Regions from separate parts of the Mus musculus genome. Here region 1 is linked to region 2. Evidence: chromatin contacts called from public HiChIP or PLAC-seq data. All regions are on one chromosome and are shown on one strand. The core of a region is the stretch at or near the end of the contact, and the rest is flanking DNA. Distances in the headings are between cores, read along the strand shown. Region 1 overlaps Eif5b (eukaryotic translation initiation factor 5B). Region 2 holds the start of Ankrd39 (ankyrin repeat domain 39).

Region 1 (7,655 bases), core at 4,417-6,916, 1.5 Mb before region 2:
TGAAGGTGGAGACGCCATTACTGACCCCAAGTGGATCAAGTTTATCAACAGGCAATACATTGAGTATCCCTAGATTCCTATAAAGTGTATTTCTATCAATTGGAGGTTTAAAACAATACTGCTTTTTTTTCCCCCTGAAAATTTAGTTCCTCCCTTTGACTAGTATTATAGAAACTATTTATATATCTACAACCACACATTTCCAAACCAGGCAACTCCCAGAACATGGCCAAGAAGACAGCGGAGACAGGAAGGATGCTGTTCTCTCTCACCTTGACTGCAGCGGCGTCTCTGTCAGCTCTGATGCCTTGGGCTTCCAGAGACAACTCCTCCAGCTCTCTCAGAATGTCGTTCTCACTAGAAAAGAAGTACATGGGATTTGAAGCACTGGAAGCATTAGATGGCTGCAATGCTCAAGCTACGAAAATCTAAATGCTTTTAAAAACATACTCAAAGTCTTGTTTCTTTTTCTCCTTTTTCTTCTTTCCCTTTGACTTCTGAGGCTCCTGCTCCTTGGCAGCACCAGCTCCTTCTATTTCTGCAGCCAAGGCGCCCAAATCAGTATCATCCTTGGTACTTAAATGAAAACAAAGAACAAAATGTTACTCAACAACAAGCAATCTACTTGTTCACTTATACAGATCTTTCCTTGCTATTTTACACCCTTTCACATATTAGCAACACAGAGAAACAATATCAAGTTCTCTCATAATAGCACAGTACCTACCTACCAAACTGTCTGTCTTCTTCCATAAAGATCACTATGCCAAAACCAGAAGGTATGAATCAAGAGCCCTACCCCTAAAACAGACAAGCAAACAGCCTAGGCAGGGAAGGGAAAAAAGTAACTTCTGCAAGTAATGAACATCTGTGCATATGCACATGAGCATTTTTCTGAATGGAATTATTTTCATAAAACATTGAATAACTAAAGTATAAAACAAGCTATCAGAAAACCTAAGTAAGTAGACCTTTATACATTTTTCACTTAAAACAGCAGAAATTAGAGTGTTGAAAAACTTTAGAAACCAACTAGTCTATTGTCTAATTTTATTAGTTGAGAAAATGGGACTACACAAAGATCTAAATACCTTGTTGAAAGCATAACTATACAATTTACATGAGTTAAGTATGGTTTACTAAATAACACACACAGACACGCGCACTCCAAAATTTAGAACCAAACCTATTTGCAATCTTTTACATGTCTGATTCCAGTCTACAATGTCTCACCTATATTAGTTGGAGAAACCAAAGTTCCAGTCAAGTTAAAATCTACAGAAAGCCAAGGTCAGTCATTCTGAAATGTACATGCACAAAAAGTATGTTAAATGACACATTAAGACATCAAAAGATGCGGCTGATGTAAAAAATAATCAAGTTTCCCTCCATCAACTTAACTCCCAGAATAATGGCTCTGAGACTATTTCTTTTTTTTTTTTTTTTTTTTTTTTTTAAGATTTAGTTATTTATTATATGTAAGTGTAGCTGTCTTCAGACACTCCAGAAGATGGAGTCAGATCTCATTACGGATGGTTGTGAGCCACCGTGTGGTTGCTGGGATTTGAACTCCGGACCTTCAGAAAGCCACCATCAGAAGAGCAGTCGGGTGCTCTTACCTACTGAGCCATCTCACCAGCCCCCAGAGACTGACTATTTCTTAATAAACGCCTAGACCATAAACTTCAGCTTGCTCTTTGACTCGCTCTCAACTTATTCCCCCTTCAGTCTAACCTGCCTCATCCTATCAGGATTCTGGGGTCAATCTCCCACACTTCTATTTCCCAGAATTCTTTCTATCCCTACCGGGTGTCCCATCTCCAATTTTTTTGCGTCAGCTTGTTGGCCATAAGTTTTTTTTTTTTTTTTTAACCAGGAGGCGTTCATAAGAAGTCCTCTCTACAGGCTGGAGGGACGGCTCAGCAGTAAAGCGCTCACTGCTCTTGCAGATGACCTGGTGGTTCACAAGCATCTGTCACTCCAATTCCAAAGGAACCAATGCCCTTTTCTGGCCTCCTCCAACACTAGGCACACATGGGTTGTACAGACATAGATCCAGGCACAACAACTATATACATACAATAAAATTCTATTTTAAAAGAGACATCAAAAGCTTTTATGGAACAGAGGAACACTTTAGATATTGTTTAATCTGGTAAGAACTTCTAAAGAAAAATACATTAACTGCTTCCTTACAATAAAAAGACTGTTTAAATAAATACTGACAAATACCAAATTTAATTTCAAGAAACTTACTAGAGGATAGGAACTGTAAATCTAGAAATAAAGGAACTTAGTACTTTCATGAAAAGTTGAAGAGAATTAAAATACTTGATACTTTCATGTGGCTCTGAACAGTTTAAACGCACCACATCTATCCTGGGGAAGTGAGGAGTGGAAAACTTCCTAGTAAAGCAGCTTGGAAACAAGCAACCCAGAAGGGAAAGACATTAACTCGGCAAGGAGGATGGATGGTACAGATAATAATGGTAGTGTACAAATGAAGAAAACAAAACTTCAAAATACAAAGTTTGTGACATTGAAGCTTGGTGATGAGGTTTTAGACAAAACCCAAACAAAAGGCACAAGCCATGAAAGAGCAATAAGGCTGTATTAAAATGAAACACTTCTGAAGAAGACACTGTTAAAAAAATGAAAACACAAAACAAAGTGGGAACGATATTTACAAAATAATATGCTATTAAACACTTGTGTCTAAAATACACACAGAACTCCTAAGTGCACTCAACTAAATATGGGTAGAAGATATGAACAGTTATATTGCCAAAAGGCAAACAAGTTGCAAACAATATAAATGAAAACAAAGCTCAGTAAAAGAAAAATGGAATTAAGACAAGGAAGGAGATGGTGTTCTCTATTCCAAAGGCTAAAATCCAAGTAACTGAAAGTGTCAGATGCTGATGAAAGCACAAAGGTGATGTAAGAGACAGACAAGCCTGAAGCATCTTGTAATGCCAGAAAGTAAGAATTGGATTAAATAAGACAAGAAAGTCAGCACGTGCACACACAATGCTAGGTATGTGACACGTGGGAACATGAACAACTCAAGGAGCTCCAACCACTACTGAAAACAGCAAAGTAGTTAACTAGAGCAACTAATTAAACACAGTATTAAATTATAAGTCAAGGGATGGTGGAATAGCTCAGTGGCTGCTAGCATGATCTATCTGCCTACACACGTAAGACATCAGACTTGATCCGCAGGACTACAAAACAGTAAAGAAATCTGACTTATAAGACAAAGTAATAAAATAACAGCCACTAACTAGTTCATGCTGAGATGAACAAATGGATGAATGAGGAAGAAACAAAAGCTAAATAAAACTCCATATCTGGGGGTAGAACATCAATTCCCACTCCTAATACTGTGGGTGTGCATAGATAAAATGAGGCTAAAGAAAAATTTACCACAAAACATGTGGTACATATTTAACAGTCAGTAAAAACAAAAGAAATCTAAACAAACTCAGCATTACAGCTAATTCATACCAGTTTCTTAATTGTAGCAAGTGCATCATGCTGCTATGTTAACAAGGTGTGGTGGTTTGAAGGACACTGGCCCCCATAGACTCACACCTTTGAATACTGGTCTGCAGTTAGAACTGTTTGGGGAAGATTAGGCTTAACTGGAGGTGTGTCAGTGGTGCAGGCCTGAGGCTTCCATTTGCACCATTCTGAGTTCAGAGAGTGACTGACTGATCCTGATGTCATGATTTTGCTTCACTCTTTAACCCTCTGACATTGTAAGTCCCATTCAATGTTTTCTTTTATAAGCTACCATGGTCATGTTATTTATCAACAGCATAGAAAAGGAACTACTGCACAGGGAAAATCAGGACTGGATAGACAAAGATTTTGCACATGTATATTTCTGTATCTCTGTGTGCAGGTATGTACATATGTATGCAGATGCATACAGAGACCAAAAAAGGGGCTGGATCCCTTGGGGTTAATAGGTATTTATGAGATATTCAAACTGTGTGCTGGGAACTGAGCTTAGGGCCTCTGGAAGAGCAGTACACACCCACTCCTGAGCCATGTAGACAGCTCCCTGAAAGTTATTTTTTAAAAATTCACCTGAAGAAAGGAAATCATGTCATTTAAATCTACTCCAAGGCAAATATTAAAATTTAATAAAACATGCACATAAATTGTATGTTAAAAAACAAAAAATGCTGGCGAGATGATGGCTCAGTGGTTAAGAGTGCCGACTTCTCTTCCGAAGGTCCCGAGTTCAAATCCCAGCAACCACATGTTGGCTCACAACCATCCCTAACGAAATCTGATGTCCTCTTCTGGAGTGTCTTAAGACAGCTACAGTGTACTTACATACGATAAGTAAATAAATCTAAAAAAAAAAAAAACAAAAAATGGCAGGGCAGTGGTGGCACATGCCTTTAATCCCAGCACTTGGGAGGCAGAGGCAGGTGGATTTCTCAGTTTCAAGGCCAGCCTGGTTTATATATGGAGTTCCAGGACAGCCAGGGCTACAACACAGAGAAACCCTGTCTCAAAAACAAACAAACAAACAAAACACAAAAACCATAAAATGTTGATGAAAGAAATACAAAGAGACAGAGGAATCACATCTGTTGATAGAAGACTACCAAAAACCACTTAACAAAATTCTCTCCAATATTATACAAAGGCTTAATGAAAACCCAGGAAAGATTTTTAAGACATGGATAGTACAGAAAATTATAAAATTTATATGAGAGGGCAAAACACTTAGAATAGTTAAGAGAATGTTTTTCCTTTTTTGTGAGAAAATAAGGTGGGGAGCAAAAATTCCAAGGCTTATAATGTAGCTGACAAAAATACACAAAACTATACTGGAATTCTGATAAAATACAAATGCCTGGAACAGAAGGAAAACCAAAACCAGCCTCCATGAAGGTAGCCTCACACAAGTGTGCTCATCCTCCTTGTATATAGGACAAAGGCCATTGACAAGGAAGCTAACCTTCCCACAAATGAGATGGTGCAAATGAACATCCTCAACAAAAGATTATAGTCTCTGTATGAGGCACTCTGTGATTTAAAAAACAGAACCTCTGGGAAAATAGAGGAAATAAACTGAAACTCATCAAAATGAAGAACTCTTGGAGTTGGAAAGACCATAGACGTGACCTGAGGAAAACAAGCTCCAGAGTCGGGGCAGGAGATCGAGAAGTGCTTATCTGAAAAACAGCTAATTCCAGAATGTGTTCAAAAACATTCAAAACCCAACTGCAAAATACCCAATAGTCCAATTTGAAAATCAGCCAAATGAAAGGGATACAATTAAAGACACTCCATGTTAGTCATTGGGAAATGGGAGCTTCCCACTGGACAGCAATCAGAATGCCACAGTGTACACCATCACAACGCCACATTCCCAACATGGTCACAATGCTAGTCAGAGTGTAGGGAACTGCACGGGTCACCAAAGGATGTGAACAGGCACATGTGGGGTATGCAGGGGGAGCTGGTGCTGGAACACACAGAATATAACCAGCCCCAGCCCTGATGCTCTGAATCTTAACTGTGGAAATGTCTACACAAATCTACAGACATGAATGATGATAATACATACCACAGTAAACATACACAAGAGTGTAAATGAAACCAAGCATTTGACTATGACCAGTGGCTTTTATCAGTTCCAACATGTGAGTCATGCCATCATGACACAGCTTTAGGATTATCACAACAAACTAGGAAATAGACACTGAGTTCTATCATTTCTTACAAGTACATATGACTCTGTAACAATCCCCAAACAAAAGATCAATTCTTTAGACAGGATAAATTAATACTATTAACAAAATTAAAGTCTAAAGAAATATTTGCAATATAAGCACATGAAGGATTGTCCTATAATACTTCAGCTTCCTACAAGCCTTTAAGTTGCAAAAATGCCCAATAAACACATGACAAGATGGTCAGTATTACAGAATAAAGTGTAAGCTACATCGAGGCGTCATCACCACTGCCCATCTGCTAGAGTAAGGACCAGGAAACAAGCACTGAGAGGACAGGGACAGCTGACACTCACCCGCCCCCATAGGCAAAGCAGAAGTGGCACAGTCAAATTGGGAAGACAGTTTCAAGTCCTCTTAAAGCTACATGCAAGCAAGCACCCTCTCCCTCTCCCACATACCATCCCCCTCTCCCTCCCCCTCCCCCATCCTTCACCCCTCCCCCTCCCCCCCACTCCCTTACCTCTAACCATATGACCCTGCAAGCTTACTCCTAAGCATTCACCAGAGTAGTATGTGTCCACACAAAGACTTGTATGCAAATGTTTAGAGCAATTTTATTCATAATCATGAAAGCTACAAACTTCGAACACCTGTAAGATAGTTTCAAAATAGCCAAGACCCACCCAGCAGAGTATTCCACAATTAAAGGGGGCAAGAATGCTGATGCATGCACCAGCACAGAGGACTCTCAGTCACTACACTAAAGAAAAGCCAATCAGGAAATGCTGACTACAAAGCATCACTCCTCCAAGTAGCACACCCCATCTCTAGCAAGGGAAAGCATGACAGAACTAGGCACGGGGTGCAGCTCAGCGATAAGCTCGCTTGCCAGTGTGTGTGAGCCTCCGGGTTTGATTCCTAGAACTTAACCACAGCGACTCCTAGACAAAGCCTTCTGTAGGGAGATCACTTACCAAAGGTCCTAAGCAAATGGTCTACTTACTCACAGGGACATGACCTAGCCCATTGATTGTACACTTGAAATGTGCACATTTTATATTACTTACACCTCAAAAAATGTGTTTGCTCAATTTCCAGATTATAAAAACCATAAAGGATCAATAGAGAACATATTTAACAATTTAAAACAGTTAAAACTAAAATTACATACACGCCTAAAAATTATTTATCCATTTTTTAACTTATGACAATACCTAATCTTTTACATTAACAATGTAATGTGTAGTTAAAATTATGTTACTATGGACATTTTTTTTTTTTTTTTTTTTGGTTTTTCAAAACAGGGTTTCTCTGTATAGCCCTGGCTGTCCTGGAACTCACTTTGTAGACCAGGCTGGCCTCGAACTCAGAAATCTGCCTGCCTCTGCCTCCCAAGTGCTGGGATTAAAGGCATGCACCATTTTAAGACATCTTTTATTTTAAATATATAATTTATTTTATGTCCATTGCCTCAATGTATGTCTGTGGGAGGATGTCAGAAGCCCTGGAACTGCAGTTACAGATAAGTGTGAGCTGTCAAGTGGATGATGGGAAATTGAATCTGGGTCTTCTGGAAGAGTAGCCAGTGTTCTTCACCACTGAGCCATCTCTCCAGCCCCAAGACATATTTCTTAATAATGTGTGTTTAAGTATGCACTCAGCATTGGTATTTGGTATTTCTCCTTGCACCACATGTTCCTTTCCATTGTAGATCTCCATAGGAGTTATTACTAATAATCAAAAATACTAGCAGCAACAATATAAAAATATTGCAATTAAGATATATACGCATTTAGAGACCAGTATAAAATCTTCCCTTTTAAGGAAACAAGGTCTCCCTGGCTGGCCTGGAATCATGAGTTCAAAACCGAAGTAAGCAACAAGACTCTGCCTCCAAAACAAACAAACACACACCAAAAAACAACCCACCCCCCCAAACCAAAACCCAAA
Region 2 (7,071 bases), core at 2,212-4,711:
TGTCAACACCAGCCGCTGTGTGGCCACCACCAGTGGTCGCTCGGGGTGAGTCAGTCGTCTCTGAGTGCCAGGGCCAGGAGGGGGAGGCTAAGGTGATTGGAGTTGGATCTCTGATGCCACTTCTCTTCCCTACCAGGTCCTTTCTGGTCCAACATGTGGCGAACTTGGACACTTCAAAGATGTGTAACCAGTATGGCATTAAAAAAGGTGAGCTGTTTTCCTTTTGTTCCCTCATTTTGAGGATGGGCCCCTGGATCACAGCCAGAGTTAGTTTATCACCTCTCACTGTGGGACCTGGGGTTCCTGCATTAACACTGGGTTCTCTCTCATTTCTGCCTCTGCAGTCAGATCTATTCCCAAGAACATCACCGTTGTGTCAGGCACAGACCTGGTCCTACCCTGCCACCTCTCGTCCAATTTGGCCCATGCCCACTGGACCTTCGGAAGCCAGGACCTGCCTGCAGAACAACCTGGCTCCTTTCTTTATGACACGGGACTCCAGGCGCTGGTGGTGATGGCCGCACAGTCCCGTCACTCTGGACCCTATCGTTGCTATTCAGAGGAGCAGGGGACAAGACTGGCTGCAGAAAGCTACCTTGTTGCTGTCGTGGCCGGCTCGTCGGTGACACTGGAGGCACGGGCTCCCTTGGAAAACCTGGGGCTCGTGTGGCTCGCTGTGGTGGCCCTGGGGGCTGTGTGCCTGGTGCTGCTGCTGCTGGTCCTATCGCTCCGCCGGCGACTTCGAGAAGAGCTAGAAAAGGGTGCCAAGGCATCTGAGAGGACACTGGTGTACCCCTTGGAACTGCCCAAGGAGCCTGCCAGTCCCCCCTTCCGTCCTGGCCCCGAAACTGATGAGAAACTTTGGGATCCTGTCGGGTACTACTATTCGGATGGCTCTCTCAAGATTGTGCCTGGTCACGCCCGGTGCCAGCCTGGGGGTGGGCCCCCTTCCCCACCTCCTGGCATACCTGGCCAGCCTCTGCCTTCTCCAACTCGGCTCCACCTAGGAGGTGGTCGGAACTCAAATGCCAATGGTTATGTGCGTTTACAGTTGGGCGGAGAGGACCGAGGAGGATCTGGGCACCCACTGCCTGAGCTCGCGGATGAATTACGACGGAAACTACAACAGCGCCAGCCGCTGCCTGACTCCAACCCAGAGGAGTCTTCAGTATGAGGGGACCCCCCCACCTCATTGGCGGGGGGGGGTCTCATGGGAGGTGCACTCTTAACTTTTGCACAGGCACCAGCTACCTCAGGGACATGGCAGGGGCACTTGCTCTGCCTGGGACAGACACTGCCCAGCATTTGCCCGGCCGTGAGGACCTGCTCAGCATGGGCACTGCCACTTGGTGTGGCTCACCAGGACTTCAGCCTCACAGGAGACACACCCTCCTCTGTGAATTTGAGACATGTGGGACCCCAGCAGCCAAAACTTTGCAAGGAAGAGGTTTCAAGATGTGGGCGTGTTTGTGCATATATGTGTTGGTATGCATGTGGAAGAATGTGTGTGTGTGTGTGTGTGTGTTGTAACTTTCCTGTCTCTATCACGTCTTCCCTTGGCCTGGGGTCCTCCTGGTTGAGTCTTTGGAGCTATGAAGGGGAAGGGGGTCATAGCACTTTGCTTCTCCTACCCCCAGCTGTCCCAAGCTTTGGGGCAGTGATGTACATACGGGGAAGGGAAGGACAGGGTGTTGTACCCCTTTTGGGGGAGTGCGGGACTCGGGGGTGGGCCTAGCCCTGCTCCTAGGGCTGTGAATGTTTTCAGGGCGGGGGTTGGGGGTGGAGATGGAACCTCCTGCTTCAGGGGGAGGGGTGGGCAGGGCCTCCCACTTGCCCTCCGGGTTCGGTGGTATTTTATATTTGCGCTCTTCTGACAGGGCTGGGAAGGGTTGTTGGGGGAGGGAAGGGAGGAGGTGGGCATGCTATGGATACTGGCCTATCCTCTCCCTGCTCTGGGAAAAGGGCTAACAGTGTAACTTATTGTGTCCCCACATATTTATTTGTTGTAAATATTTGAGTATTTTTATATTGACAAATAAAATGGAGAAAATGAAATTTAACCCTGCCACACAGATATTTTGACTCAAACCCACTTATTGACCTAAGAGGGACTCATCCTTTGGTCTGGGCCATCATGGTCTTAATGCCTGTCCGTGCATCTCTGGAGGGGCCAGCTGAGACTCAAGTGTTTTCCCACAGTGATGCCTATGGGACTGGGAGCCAGAGCAGGGCTACTCTGCTTGGGAGCTGGACTTGGCCTGGTGCCACAGGGAAACAAGGCAGAGCGTTCGGGAAGAGGAGGAGAAGGAGACGGTCTTCCCAGAACTATAGGGAGGGTGAGCAGGGAGTCAGGGGCTGAAGGAGAGGCTTCTCAAGTTGTGTGGACAGTGTCTTTATAAAGATGGAGATTAGGACAAGCTCCGTGGGAGGGGAAGAATGCTAGTCTCGAATGTCCTATCTGGGTAGGGATAGTCCCCTATTGCCACCCAGTCAGTATCAAGCCCTTGTCTTAGTGAGGGAGTGGTGTAGGCCCAGATGTTCCTGGGAAAAACAACAGGCCCAGCCTGGATTCATTTCTGAGCGCCCTTAATGAGAGCTGCCTGCCAATCGGATTTCGAGAAGGAAAATAGGAAGGAGGAAAAAAAAAAGACATTTTAAGATTTTGTGTTGTGCTAAATTTGATGCTGTTGTTGGCTGCAATTTGGACACACCTGGTTTAGATCAATCTAACCGGTACATAGGAACAGAGACCACAGTGAGCTCTCTGCCCACCCTTAGCTGCCACCCCACCCCCCACCCCCCATACACTTGGATGACCCTTGAGCAGGCTGCTGTTTCCCTGAGTGTGGGTCAGAAGAGGCTGGGAAATACTTGAGTGTGTTTCCCTTAGCTCAGTTGTCTGCCCAGTGGGTGTTGGCAACCAGCGCCCACTGAGTGGGCAGAGGCTTAAGCACAAAGGTGGTCTACCAGGTCCTTGCCCTCAGGCCACCTGCTTCCTGATGGATTGCTAAAGAACGAGGGTCAGAGTGTTAGTAGCTTTCTGGCGGGTCACTGATCTGACCATGGATGGCCTACAGCTCAAGTGATGCTTGGGAGATGAGAGAGGGACTATGGGCCGCGTCTAGAGTCCTTGTGCCCTGGGGAACCTGCGAGGCCTCGGTTCTGGCGAATGCGACATAAACACTACCAGACAGGCCAAGCTGCCTGGTCCCCTCACCCTACAAGGCGAGGCTGCACGAACTGTCCTGCCTCCTCCCGGGGAGCTCAACGGATTCCCGAGCCTTTGCTCTTCCTTGTGCTTAGTTAGCCTTGGGCGCCCTCCCGTGGTAGCAAAGCAGCAAGGCTCAGTCTATCCAGCCACACCTCACCACTTTCATTGGTTGCTAAGCTAAGGTCTAAATGCAGGATTGGTTGGCCTGGGGCGAGGAGGCGGGACTCGAAGGTCAACTACGGACGTCGAGTGGTCAACCTGGGACGGAGGGGTGGGCATTTCGTAGGAGCGCTTGGCTGCAGTCCCGGCCGCCGGGATGGCGGCGCCGCACCTTTGCGCGGATGGCTCCTGCTGCTCTCACCCTAGTGCGGTGCCCGGGGTACAGCAGACGCTGGAGGAGATGGACTTCGACAGGGGTGAGAGGGGTGAGGCGGCCGCGTTGCCGGCGGCGGGCAATCTCCAGCCCCATCTCCGGGAACGTGGACTGAAGGAGGCCTCGAACCGTGTTTGGAGCTTCCGGGCCTGGTGCAGGAAGGCTGGCTTCAAAGCGTGGCAGGAAGCCCCTCGACTACTCCGTCTCGAGTGCGGACGGGTAAATTGAGGCATTGGTTTCTGAACTGGGTCTGGAGACCAACCCAGCTAGGAGACAGCCTGGTCAGGTGACAGAGGAGCTAGGGAAAGAATCTGCAGTTGGTGGTTCGTATCCACCGGGGAGGTCAGGGCAGCTGGCCCTTGCTGCTCTCGGGTGTGAGTGTACAAGTTTTAGCAATGACAGTGATCTCGAAAGATTTACTGTGGAGCGCAGGGGTGTGACTGTTTTGTCCAAAATCATACAGAGATTTTGCTATTAGCAGTGGTCCCTGTTCTTCTGTGCCGGTTACCATGTTATCCCCAGGAACAGGTAGTTTGTGCAGTTGTAGCAAGGTTGTCATCAGTGTAGGGCTGATGATACGGAACACTTGATGGTTACCATAGGAATGGCTTCCTAGCGGGCGGCGTTTCTCTACACCTCTGCTACCCCCATCTTTTGGACTAGGGACATAATAGGACTCCCCGCTTCCTCCTCTTGAAGTGTTTTCTCCGCTGTACCTTTAGAAAATAACAAATGAGATGATTACATTTACGCTTTTTTTAATTTAAAGACTATTTATGTGCATTTAGCTCCTGGAGGCCAGAATAGGGCTTCAGATTCCCTGGAATTGGCAGTTACAGATGTGACCAGCTGAGAAACAACCCTGGTCCTTTGCAGAGCAGCCAGAGCGCTCTCTCTCTCTCTCTCTCTCTCTTTTTTTTTTTTTTTTTTGAGACAGGGCTTCTCTGTATAGCCCTGGCTGTCCTGGAACTCACTTTGTAGACCAGGCTGGCCTCGAACTCAAAAATCCGCCTGCCTCTGCCTCCTGAGTGCTGGGATTAAAGGCGTGCGCCACCACCGGCCTGGTGCAGACAGAACTCTTAACTGAGCCGCCTCTCCAGCGCCTCCTATTGCGTTTAGTTCCCCAAGCCAGACTGACTGTTGTGTTTCTGTACCTCTTTATGGTTCTCACCCTTGCAGCCATCACCCTTATGTTTCTAAAATATGCAAGCCCTCTGTCCGATGACATGGTCTGTTTTGTTTGTTAGTCCGCTTCAGGCTGACTGAGGCTTTCCCGCCAGCATTCAGTTCTATGGCACTTCTTCAGGGACCCCCCTTCCTTAGAGAGTCCTCAACCTGGGGACAATTATGCCCAGTTTAGGTCTAGAGATATTTTTGTGTGTCACAGCTAATCTGACCCGCACAGGTTGGCTCCCCACAACAGACATGATCTGCCTCAAAATGTCAGCCCTTCCTGTGTGGAGGAAGAAACCTTGTGGTATTCAAAGCCCTGGCATTTCCACTCTGGTTACCCTGTTACCTTAATGCTTTGCTCTCTTTGTAGCAGTTTGGACTGACTCAAAGGCTGAGACGGGAAGGTCACAGTTCAAGGCCAGTTCAAGGCAGAGCATGTTAGACACTTTGTCTCAGAAATTGTTTGTTATCACCTGCTGCAATTTTATCAGCTTATTCTTTTATTTATTTTTCACATGTGATAAAGATACCTATTATGTGAATTTTTTTTTTCTGTAAAGCATGGGGTTTATTTATTTATTTTTTTAGTTTTGAATTAAATCTGTTTTGGTGACTTTCTTTGTGTATGTATGTGTGCTATGTTTTGTTTTGTTGGTCCATCTCTCCCCACCCCACAACCACAGGGTCTCACTATATAACTCTGGCTGTCCTGGAACTCATTTTGTAGATCAAGCTGGCCTCGAACTCACAAAGTGCCATCTGTTTCTGCTTCCCTGGTGCTGGGATGAAGGTGTGCACCATTACTGCCTGGCCCTAGCAACTAACTACTCTTGACTACTGAGCCATCTCTTTGATTACATCTTTGATTACATATATATATACATATACATATATATATATATCACAAGTAAAAAATATACAGTATATATAATTATATATATACAAATTATACAGCCATCTCTTTGATTACAGATATATATGTGTATGTGTGTGTATATATATCACAAGTAAAAAAATAAACAAAAATATAATTATTTATATATACAAATTATATATGCACACACATGTTTAACGTATATGACTGTTTTGCCTGTATGTATGCACTATGCATATGCCTGGACAGGAGATTGGATCCCCTGAAGCTGGAGTTACAGATGGTTGTGAGCCACCTTATGGGTGCTAGGAATCAAACCCAGGTCTTCTGAAGAATGAGTTTCATCAGAGCAACAGTTCCTGAACCAGCTCCTCTCCGGCTCTCCAGCTCTGGTTGTTGTTGTTTTGATTTTTTTTTTTTTTTTAGATTTTTTTAAAAAATTTATTTATTATATCTAAGTACACTGTAGCTGTCTTCAGACGCATCAGAAGAGGGCATCAGATCTCATTATGGATGTTTGGGAGCCACCATGAGGTTGCGGGATTTGAACTCAGGACCTTAGGAAGAGCAGTCAGTGCTCTTAACCATTGAGCCATCTCTCCAGCCCCCTTGTTTTGATTTTTTGAGACAGGGTCTCACTGTGTAGCTCTGGCTGTCCTGGCACTCATTCTGTAGACCAAGCTGTCCCTGAACACAGAGATCTGCCGGCCTCTGTCTTTACAGGCCTCTGGCATTACAGGCGTGTGCTACCATGCTCACATCATGGTTATCTTTATTTCTGTATAATTCTCATCTCTTCAACCAGTATCTTTCCCATTTGTGGGAGCAGAAGAAACCCTGAGTGAATGTGTGTTACCGACATGAGCAGGACATGCTAAGGACCAGAGCCTCAGACCTATAGGGAAATGGCACCTGCACACACACTCACACACCACACACACACCAACACCAGGGGTGGGTCCAGGCTCAGAGGGGCAGTAAATCCTTCCTCTGGTCCATGTGCAGATGTTGACAATATGTGTAGAAAATGCCCACCATTTCTCCCCCTGAGTGTTTTTTACCTGAAGGCTGCTCCCCTGCAGAGACCGCTCCTACTGAGATTAGCTACAGCTGCCTCCTTGTTCATCTGTTTGTAATAACCCCACCTCCTTGTTCATCTGTATACAACCCCACCTCCCTCTTCGGCTGTATTTCCATAACCTCACCTCCTTGTTCGTCTGTCTATAATAACCCCGCCTCCTGTTCGGCTGTCTGTAACTACTCTGCCTCTTTGATACAATGACCTTGATTATCTGTTCAACTGTTTCTAATAACCATGCTAAGCTTTTGGGATACTGTAGATTTCCTTCAGAGTCCACCAGTCCCAGCTTCCCCACTTCTCTGTGTGTCTGGGCTCCAAGTTCCTGGGGCCATGCAAGGACATGGTGCCCGTTTCCGCCA

The links. HiChIP or PLAC-seq counts read pairs in DNA pulled down with a chosen protein or histone mark.
Region 1: a contact with region 2 is called in an H3K27ac HiChIP or PLAC-seq map of microglia, with 6 times the contacts expected there. The contact joins the enhancer-like site here to the promoter of Ankrd39 in region 2. A contact is called at or near these places in 3 of 39 promoter capture datasets (cranial neural crest, hippocampal neurons and liver), 2 of 115 datasets of contacts at active chromatin or transcription factors (extraembryonic endoderm stem cells and microglia) and 1 of 9 other capture datasets (liver).

Annotation. Positions count from the first base shown.
Region 1 is chr1:38,010,727-38,018,381 of GRCm38.p6, reverse strand. It overlaps Eif5b (eukaryotic translation initiation factor 5B), which reads right to left. Exons shown (of 24, transcript NM_198303.2): 2 at 451-576; 3 at 273-357. Among named protein-coding and RNA genes, the nearest start is that of Eif5b, 17 kb to the right of the region's middle. Within about 2 kb of position 5,666, at least 68 of the 459 cell types and tissues checked have an H3K27ac peak or open chromatin away from gene starts, as enhancers often do. A contact at or near this core is called in microglia, where this site is marked.
Region 2 is chr1:36,543,642-36,550,712 of GRCm38.p6, reverse strand. Ankrd39 (ankyrin repeat domain 39) reads left to right here and starts at 3,461. Exons shown (of 4, transcript NM_026241.4): 1 at 3,461-3,627. The coding sequence starts at 3,528. It overlaps Sema4c (sema domain, immunoglobulin domain (Ig), transmembrane domain (TM) and short cytoplasmic domain, (semaphorin) 4C), which reads left to right. Exons shown (of 15, transcript NM_001126047.3): 13 at 1-45; 14 at 137-207; 15 at 345-2,074. The coding sequence ends at 1,174.